Regions from separate parts of the Cricetulus griseus genome. Here regions 1 and 2 are each linked to region 3. A link is a contact called in public Hi-C data. All regions are on one chromosome and are shown on one strand. Each heading gives the region's core, a stretch centred on a gene start, on an enhancer-like site or on the middle of the called end of the contact. The rest is flanking DNA. Distances are from core to core; before and after follow the strand shown. Region 1 has its middle 91 kb from the start of Cd44. Region 2 holds the start of Slc1a2 (excitatory amino acid transporter 2). Region 3 holds the start of Pdhx (pyruvate dehydrogenase protein X component, mitochondrial).

Evidence for each region. A called contact is a pair of places that touch in the nucleus more often than the background predicts.
Region 1: a contact with region 3 is called in a Hi-C map of the CHO-K1 cell line, with 4 times the contacts expected there. The contact joins the enhancer-like site here to the promoter of Pdhx in region 3. A contact is called at or near these places in 3 of 8 Hi-C or Micro-C datasets (the CHL-YN cell line and the CHO-K1 cell line).
Region 2: a contact with region 3 is called in a Hi-C map of the CHO-K1 cell line, with 4 times the contacts expected there. The contact joins the promoter of Slc1a2 here to the promoter of Pdhx in region 3. A contact is called at or near these places in 5 of 8 Hi-C or Micro-C datasets (the CHK-Q cell line, the CHO-K1 cell line, fibroblasts and 1 more).

Annotation. Positions count from the first base shown.
Region 1 is chr6:74,853,328-74,856,435 of CriGri-PICRH-1.0, forward strand. No RefSeq gene overlaps it. Among named protein-coding and RNA genes, the nearest start is that of Cd44, 91 kb to the left of the region's middle. Within about 2 kb of position 1,689, at least 2 of the 6 cell types and tissues checked have open chromatin away from gene starts, as enhancers often do. A contact at or near this core is called in the CHO-K1 cell line, where this site is marked.
Region 2 is chr6:74,977,889-74,980,738 of CriGri-PICRH-1.0, forward strand. It overlaps Slc1a2 (excitatory amino acid transporter 2), which reads right to left and starts at 1,500. Exons shown (of 11, transcript XM_035446778.1): 1 at 1,195-1,500.
Region 3 is chr6:74,579,517-74,582,363 of CriGri-PICRH-1.0, forward strand. It overlaps Pdhx (pyruvate dehydrogenase protein X component, mitochondrial), which reads left to right and starts at 1,533. Exons shown (of 11, transcript XM_027422371.2): 1 at 1,533-1,742. The coding sequence starts at 1,583. It overlaps Apip (methylthioribulose-1-phosphate dehydratase), which reads right to left and starts at 1,343. Exons shown (of 7, transcript XM_027422369.2): 1 at 1,190-1,343. The coding sequence starts at 1,243.

The DNA.
Region 1 (3,108 bases), core at 439-2,938, 270 kb after region 3:
TCTCACCTACTTAATATAACCCTGCTCACATGCCTTAAATAATTGGAATCTTAGTTCATCATCTGCAATAAAGGGGTGGACAGGAAAACTGTGATAGGGTTACCCTTATTAGACGAGGTACTTAGTGTTGCCTGATATGTTATAGGCTCTCAAAAATGTTAACTCAGGGTCTGGGGAGATGGAGCAGTCAATAAAGCACTTGCTATATAGGACTCAAATCCTCATCTCCAGCATCCACATAAATAGCCAAGAGCAGTGGTGGCACTAGGTCTGTAAACCCAGGACTGGCAGACCTCTGAAGCTCATTGGCCAGCCAAGCTAGCTTAATAGACCAATTCCAGTTTCAGTGAATGAACCTATCTCAAAATTAAGGTAGAAAAAAAATCAGAGATGTCAAGAACATTTAACATCAACCTCTGGTCTTCACGTACAGGCGCATACATCCATACGAACACATTCATACAATACTCACATGCACACACACACACACACACACACACACACACACACACACACACATCCTACCTGTCATGTACACATGTACATAGGTATTTAGTCTCTGCCTTCACCATCCCTTCCAATTTCCTGAACTCTGAGCCTAATTGTGTGGTTATTAACTTAGGGTGACTATATCCAGATTATTTCAGAACCCAGGGCACCTTGTGAGGTAAGCTCATTGATTTTTCACAGAAGAGCTTTTGTTTTCAAAGCAAGACCTAAGAGCAAGGAGTCACCAAAGCAAACAGCTGGCATCCTTGATGTAATATTAGCTACCCAAGATGTGGCTACACATTAACCAAAATTGGGCACCCACCCATGGCTTTGATGTCATCTTCAGGAAGTTGTCTCACCCCACCTTTATTCAGATTGAGCATACTCTCCTTCCCTAATAGCACCTTGACCTTGTCCACAGGTTACTGATACAGTTAAATTCTATCCATTTCCCCATCATTCTGTCTCTTCTACTACAGCAGACCACTTGAAAACAGGTTCTGTGTTTTGTACCTCCAAATGGTGACAAAAGTCCCAGATCAAATATGGCCTCAAAATTTACTATTTACTACTGATCACTTGTAGATATGTGTGGTTATGCACTCAAATAGTAAAAGAGGAATTCTTATCCCATTTTTAATGGATGAGTCAGCTACAAACACAGAGAAATACACTGTAGTCTCCAAACCACCCAAGCAGAAAGCAGTATGGTTAGGATGGGGCTCTGACTTCCTATGTCTTATTGCCTATCGTCATAAGTGTGTTAAATTGAGTTTGTTGACATTAATAGATCATCTCCAAACCTTTCGAGTCAGGCCAGCACTCCTAAGCTAGCTTTCTGTGCCTAATGAGGTAGAAAGAGTCCTCCAGAAGCTACTGGGAAGGGTTGGGAGTAAGTGAAGAGATGCACCATGTAGGCTATATTGATGGAGTTTGTTTAGAAAGCCATAAAGGACCTCACAGATTCTGCATTTATTGGAAGGAGACGGATCAAGTCATTCGGAAGTGTAGGGAGCTGTGCCATGATGGCCCACGCAAAGGGTCGTGTAAGAAGGAAGTCTGATCCAGTGCCTTGGCCTCGGGCTCCATTCCTTGCCTGTGCTGACATCTGGTCTTCAACACCAGTAGTTTGTTTGCTTGTTAGGACTCCCCATCTCCTGCCCCCTCCATCCCATCCCCTTCAGACTTCCAGACTGCTGACTTCATCATGCGGTGACTGCTGTTTTCCAGCAGTCTCATCCAAACCACTTCCTCTATCCTCACTCCCTGAGGAGAAATGGCACAAACTCCAGCAAAGACAGGTAACACTTAGTTTGAGCATGATAGTCTTTAAAACCAGACTCAGTTCAAACCCAGCTTTGGCGGTTTTTTTTTTTTTTGTTTACTTATGTGCATCTTAATTCATTTAGCAATCCTGTGTCTTGGTTTTTCTTATCTATAAGATGGGGATAATTATTTCTATCAGAAAGACATCTGGGAAATTAAATGAGATGATGGAATTTGATAAATGCATAAGGCTTTCACGTTCCTCCTCATTCCTGACAGCTTTAACACCATTTCTGTGTGATACACAGTAGGGAGCTGGATAGACCATGAATCACGATTGAAAGGGAAGTCAACAACGATCCAAGAATCCCTGAACCTGTCTTAAGACTTCTAAGAATGGAACTGCTGAATCCCTAGTTCTCTCACCCTGATATTCAAATGGCTATCAGAGAGGAAAGGGAACCCGCCCCCGGTTTTGAATTGTTGAATTAGGCAGATTTGTTACTGTGAGAGGAGGGAATGGGTACCCCTTTCCAGGGTCCTGCCTCAACAGAGCCTATGCAGGTAATTTGGAATTCATCTGCCCAGAACTGGAGAGACTGGTTTTGAGCAGTAGTGGGCAAGCCAGAATTCTCTGTAAGTCACTGGAGTTCTGCAAGAACTTTGCTTTCTACTTTCTCCTCTTGTCATGTGAAGTCTGCTTAAGGACAAAGAGAGAATTGCCAGGAAAAGCTGTCAGAAAGATAAAAAGGAAAGCATGAAAAGAAGAGCGGAACTTTAACAGTTATTCAGGAGCAAATAACTAACAGCTGTTCATTGTCTCGTCTGAGAACACAGTAGCTACATAAATAATAATAGCTATAAAGCAAGCCCATGAGTCAGGTTTACAATATGAAGTTCCAGCAGGGTGATTAGCCACTCTTGGCTTACTGTCTAAATCTTTGAAGTCTGGGTTTGGGGACCACTGGAACTCAGAAACACAAAATGTAGCCTGACCTGCAAAGCTATTGGCAATGCTGTGGTCTCTCTTCATGTAACACCAAGCTGGAGTCTCACTGAATGAGCAAAGAGTCCCTGACACCTGTGTTCATGTACTTTCTAGAAACTTGTCATTTTCTCTGTGGTTTTTGGCCATCTTGTTGGCTCTCTGGCCTGTTGATAACATGCCCCCTAGTGGACTTCTCAAAAAAAAGTCTTTTTGATCTACATGGGAATTGAATTCTGCTACCAGACTTTAATCCTTGAATCCTCAAGGTTAATCCAAGAAGACAAAAGAGGGGGATGGTGGGGGTCCTTTCACTAAAGGCTTGTGTGGAGGACCAGTGTTTCTGGGTAGTCTGGGAGGGGAAA
Region 2 (2,850 bases), core at 250-2,749, 400 kb after region 3:
ACAGAGGGCTACAGGTAACCAGAGTTACAATTCCAAGAACAATGACAGCTACCTTTACTGAGAGTCATCCATATCCCAGGCACTGTGCCCAGAGTACTCTACATATACCTTGTCTGCCAAACCCTGTTGAGTAGGTGGCATTGTCCCTACTTAAAAAAAGATGAGTCTTACAGAGGCTCATTAACTTTCCTGAAGACTTAAGCTAATGAGAGAAGAGATAGGAGGTTTTTGGGGGTTTTAAGCAAGGATTCAAACTTCTTCATAACTGTCCAACACTGGCTCCTAGAAGCTCTTTTATGCAAAGCATTTCATTGATTACTGTAGCATACAGCAAAATACCAAGTATTCAAAGGGTCTACTCTCATCTCTTGTTCACTGTCACCACGAGGAGCTTTTCATATATAAGCTTGTTCCTGAATGGCTCTCTGTTAGAACAGGCCACATAATTTGTGGGGTACAGTGCAAACTAACAAGTTGAAGCCACTTGTTACTGAAAAGTTCTGCCAAGCACTACACCACATGCTTGTGAAGCTGGCTGGACCTGCTTCTCTGTTTTCTGTTTGTTCCCAAGTAATCCGAGATGTTCTTCATGGAGAAATCAGAAGTTCTTGTGATAAAGACTCCTCCAGTCAGCTCCCTCTCTGGAGACTCTCACTCATTCAGCCACTCAACAAACATCCCATGAGCTAATGACAGAAGAATTCCAAGGCTTCACTTAAAATGCCCTCAGTGAGACATTAAAGCCACAGCTGGGCAGAATAATGGGTTTCCTGCTTTCAAAAAATGTGGGCAAATTGTCCCCTGACTGGTTTGCCTCTGGTAGCTTAGCCACAGGCAAAGGGGAAGCCCTTTAGAGAACATATGGACCTGGTATCAATCTTGGACTCCTAAAGGAGTGTATCTTTTTAACTAAAACAGTGTTTCCATGCCTGCTTTGATTTTGTTGCCACCTGGCTTGAAACACAAGCTAGCCCTCTGGGGTGCCTAGTTAGTCATTTTGAAAAGAATATCAGCTTCCATGCCTCCATTCATGAACTGTTTATTCTGGGACTTCTCCAAGTGTCCAAATGTTCTCTTTATTTCCTCAGGTACCTTTCCATTCAGCCTTAGAGCAGATTTGTGTTTTATTCTCTACTTGCCTCTTCACCTCAAAGAAGCTTGTCAATAACCCAGACAGAAACCATTCGCACATACCTGAATCCGGAATCAGTGATATTTCTTGAACTTCGCTGAGGAGAATCCAGGAGGGTGAGGACAGGGTGATAAAGAGATTGCCAGGGCCAGGGCAGGTAATGAAGACCAAGACTGCCAACTCCCTCAGGTCCCCAAGGCTATCAGTTGGCTGTAGCCCCCAAAGAACTACGGATATCTGTCTGATTGGACAACTCAGGGTGACTTGGAATGTACAATACCAAAGTATCAGGGCTTCCTTTCTTTAAAATCTGGGCAACAGCTGCTTCTGGCCTTGGAAAGGACGATTTGCCCTCTAGCTTGCTTCAGAGTGGCCGGAAAATCCCCAGTGCCCAGCCTGTGGCCATACAGTTCCATTGCGCCCCCTGCTGGGAGAAATGGCCGGGCCTCTTTGGAGAACAATGATGCAAACATTGGGCATTGATATCTGGTGCTGACTAGAAATGTATTAAGAGTCTTCTGACAGGAGGAAGACAGCAAATGGGTAAGTACCTGGTTCTCAGAACTCACAACAACTTCTGTAGTAGAGGAAATGAGAAAATGCAGAATTTATGCTTTGATTCTATTTTCACTTCAAAATCTGCAGCCTTGGATCTGAATCTAGCTGTAATCACCCTACCAATGACAGAGGGTGGCTGCAGCTAGGGACTGCCCTGCAAAGCTCATAGCTAGCTAGCTCTTTTTCCTGTTAAAAGTTCCTGGAATGGTATTCGACCTCTTATTCCAACAGAACACACAGACCATGAAGCACAGTGAAGTACCAAGAAACAGAAGCAAAGGACTCCACTCTAGGGTGTGTTGAGGGGGTATGTATGTATGTATGTATGTATGTATGTATGTATGTATAAACGTTCTTGTTCAGGTTAGCAGCAAACACACATGCTAATGAGGTCATTTCTCTACCAGCAGCAAGTCACAGTAAGGGGACTCCATTGGGAATGATTAAATATTCTGAGATGTTCCTTAGCAATCAAAAGCAACAATTTAGCCACAGCACTGGCAGCTTCTGGTAACTGTTCTTCTAAATCAGCTTTATAAGCAGTTAACTGTCAAGCACAAGAAGTTTTATTCACTAATGCAATTTAAATACCAACTTTGCCTCAGCTCTCTTCCGTGTATCTAAATGTCCATCCCAGCTTCTCGTTTCCCTTTGCAAAGGACAACAAAAGAGAATAAACAAGATTCAGAAGAGAGACAGGTGGTCTCAGGAAACATGGGGGCATCAAATATACTCATCTGACTAGAGCCCACTGTGTTCTGAAAAAGGTGCAGAGAGAGGAGTTTGTAGTCTTTCCTAGGCAGCAGAGCAGGGACACCATGGACCGTGGTAAATCCATTTTTGGCTTCAGGAGATGAGCTGCTGCCCAAATGGTGGCGTCTGTAACGACCTGAACCCTGCTAAGACTTGGCAATCAAAAGACTGGTTATTGACTGCTGTATAGGGATATTCCATTGACCAGCACCCTATAAAGATGAACACCTCTGGAGGAGCAAAAAAGACATCTCTTCAAAACCTTGGCCCTATTGCTGGCTTAAGCCTATTTCTTCTCTCCTCTCTATGCCCTTGTGAGTCTCTTTCCCAGAGCAGACAATTCAATTACACCAACATTCACTGAGATGAAGATAGTAAGTGGAGGTGAAAATAAATTAAGATAGTTC
Region 3 (2,847 bases), core at 283-2,782:
AGAAAAAGCTAGAGACATGTGATGGGATCTCCAGTCAAGGTGGCCTTAGAGTTTTCTTTTGGGTTTCCTCAAAATCTGGGTCATTCTAAAATGCTAGGTATTCATAAAGTTTCTCATGAATCACTATCTGAAACTACCTTCCTCTTCTTCTGTTTATGACAAATACCTTCAGCTTCTTATTTGTGTGTGGCTAATTTTTGTATTGGTAAATTCATTCACACTTGGATCACAGTTTATCTTACCAACCTGGCACAATACTTAAGATGAAAATAAAAATCTGTATGTCTATGATGACCTTCACCAAGATTTACTAATCGGCAGACTTAAACACTTGTGCTATGGAGACATCTTAGCAATGATTCTTATATTTCGCTTCTAGTTTCCTCATACACCTGCCTAGGGATGGCCACCAATGAATGTGTCTTATATGCAAGATCTCCCTCTCAATCTTGCCTAACTACAAGGTTTTCTTTCCTTCCTTCCTTCCTTCCTTCCGTCCTTCCTTCCTTCCTTCCTTCCTTCCTTCTTTCTTTCTTTCTTTTTGTTTTGTTTTTTTTTTTCGAGACAGGGTTTCTCTGTAGCTTTGGAGCCTGTCCTGGAACTTGTTGTGTACACCGGGCTGGCCTTGAACTCACAGAGATCCACCTGCCTCTGCCTCCAGAGTGCTGTGCCACCACCGCCCAGCCAAGGTTTTCTTTATGAATTTGGGGAAAGCCATTTATTCAAAGACAATAACAGTTCACAAATTCTCTGCACCAAAAATTTCCTGTATTTTACTTTTAATTGAGACCTTAGGCCTAAATACAGGCTAATAAAAGGAGATAATTCCGTGCACTTCCCCCTTAGTCTTCTGCAGGGCTTTAGTTCTCTTGATCACCATTTTCTTAGCACCTAGAAGGCATTCCATAGACTGTGGCGTGTTTAACCGGAAGAAAAACCCATGCACCCCGAGGGCCCATTTGCCTTAAAGAAGAATCACTTCCACGATTTCCCATTTCATAATGTCAAGTAAGGCAAACAAGGACAACTCAAAAACAGGTGCTGTCTTCCAGGAGCCTGGGCAGTTCAGGTTGAGCACCCCACTACGGGTAAGGAGGGACCTCGGACTGGCGCGGACTGAGCTGGGGATCAGGCATCTAGAATGCCCGATCGAAACCCCACCCTGTGTATCGCAGACCGCTGTCCTTACCTGCACGCCGCAGGGACGCGAGCAACAGTTTCCTTGAGCGTGACAGCCAGACATGGCCCTGACCTGCGCTGGGTTACCCGCCGCGCGCTCTTTCCAGGCCAAGACTCCTGGCAAGAACGCTATTAAGCGGCAGAGAGGGCAGCCTGGGGGCGGAGCAAGAGCGAGAGGCGGGATCTCATAGGGCCTCGTCCATTAGGAGAACCTGCGCCGGCGCAGACCAGCTGGTGGGCGTGCCCATGAGGGTTGGAGGCGGTGTTAGAACGATAGTCCTCGAGTCCTAAGGTGCGGAGCGCGCCCTGTGGGCGGGGCTAGCCCATGCAAGGCGGGGCCTGGGCGGTCCTTGAGGCCGCCGGTCTATCCGCGCTGTAAGCCGTCCCGGAGAAGGCCGGGAAGATGGCGGCCTCCTGGAGGCTTCGCTGTGACCTGCCGCTGCTACGTTACCTCCTGGGCTTCGGCAGCCGTCGAAGCCTGGGCCGGGCTCAGGGTGCTGCAGCGTGGCCTGTCGGCCGTGGAGCGAGCTGGAGGTGGTTTCATGGCGCTCAGCCGCTGCAGGGTGAGTGGCTGGCGCTCGTTGAACTTCTCTCTTTAGCTGAGCAATGGGCCTGGATCGGGGTGTTCTTGTTTGGGGACCCGCTTTTGTGAGTGTAGGTGCCGAGTCTCCCCGTTCCCTTCAACCTCCCCCAGAACGGGTCTCCTGAATTAGCCTATGGCAAGCCTTGCGGCAAAGGACCGTCTTCAGACTTGGTAGAGCTTGACTCGGTCCTTGGCCTCCAGGGCTATATGGCTTCTCTGTGACCTTGCTTTGGAATTTGAGTTTATTTAGATGTTACCGAGATGGGGTCTGTTTTAAATCCCCTATTTTAGACCCTTTTCAGTCACATGTCAGATTCCTTTAGTTTCATCATTCATCTCTATCGTAATAAAGATGACCATACACTGTTACCCATCCTTATTCATTCAAAGGGCCTGTCCTTATTGTGAAACCTTGAATCTTAATTCCATTTAATGGCTCCTTTGCAGCATACAAGACTTAAATTAGAAATACAGAATCACAGACATGACCAGAATGTTTCAAGTAAAACATGTAGCATGAGATTCATACAAGCTCTTGCATAAAATTGCTCTTAAGTAATGGTATTGGACTCGGAGATAAACCCACTGTTCTTCCATTATTTAACATACAGAATATCAAATGGCAGGACCTTTCTTACATGTGTGAGTATGGGCTGGGGTTTAGAGGGACAGAGATGACGTTTTTCAGAATCATTAGAGATGTAAGTCATCATTCTTAGCACCATCTGGTGAAATAGGCATTGTCCACACTTTCAGAGGTGTTTGAGGCCCAGAAAACAAAACAAAAACAAAAACACAGCTTATAGAGTAAAGTGGGTGCTTTGGGGTTCCTAAAGAGTGGGTAATGGGAATTAACCTAAGTCATTTTTGGTATGATGTTTAATAAATGCCCCTTGATAGTGGTCTTTAACAATGTAGTGTATACTGTTTTCTCTGCCCCGTCCTCATCCTCATTTGTGAAAATTGAACTTTCCTACATTTAGCTGAAACGTTGACTCAGGGATGCTTAGGAATCTGCTCCTTACACTTTGTAAGTCTTGATGGATCAAGACTTTTGAGACTCCCTGCCTCAAAACATCATGGAA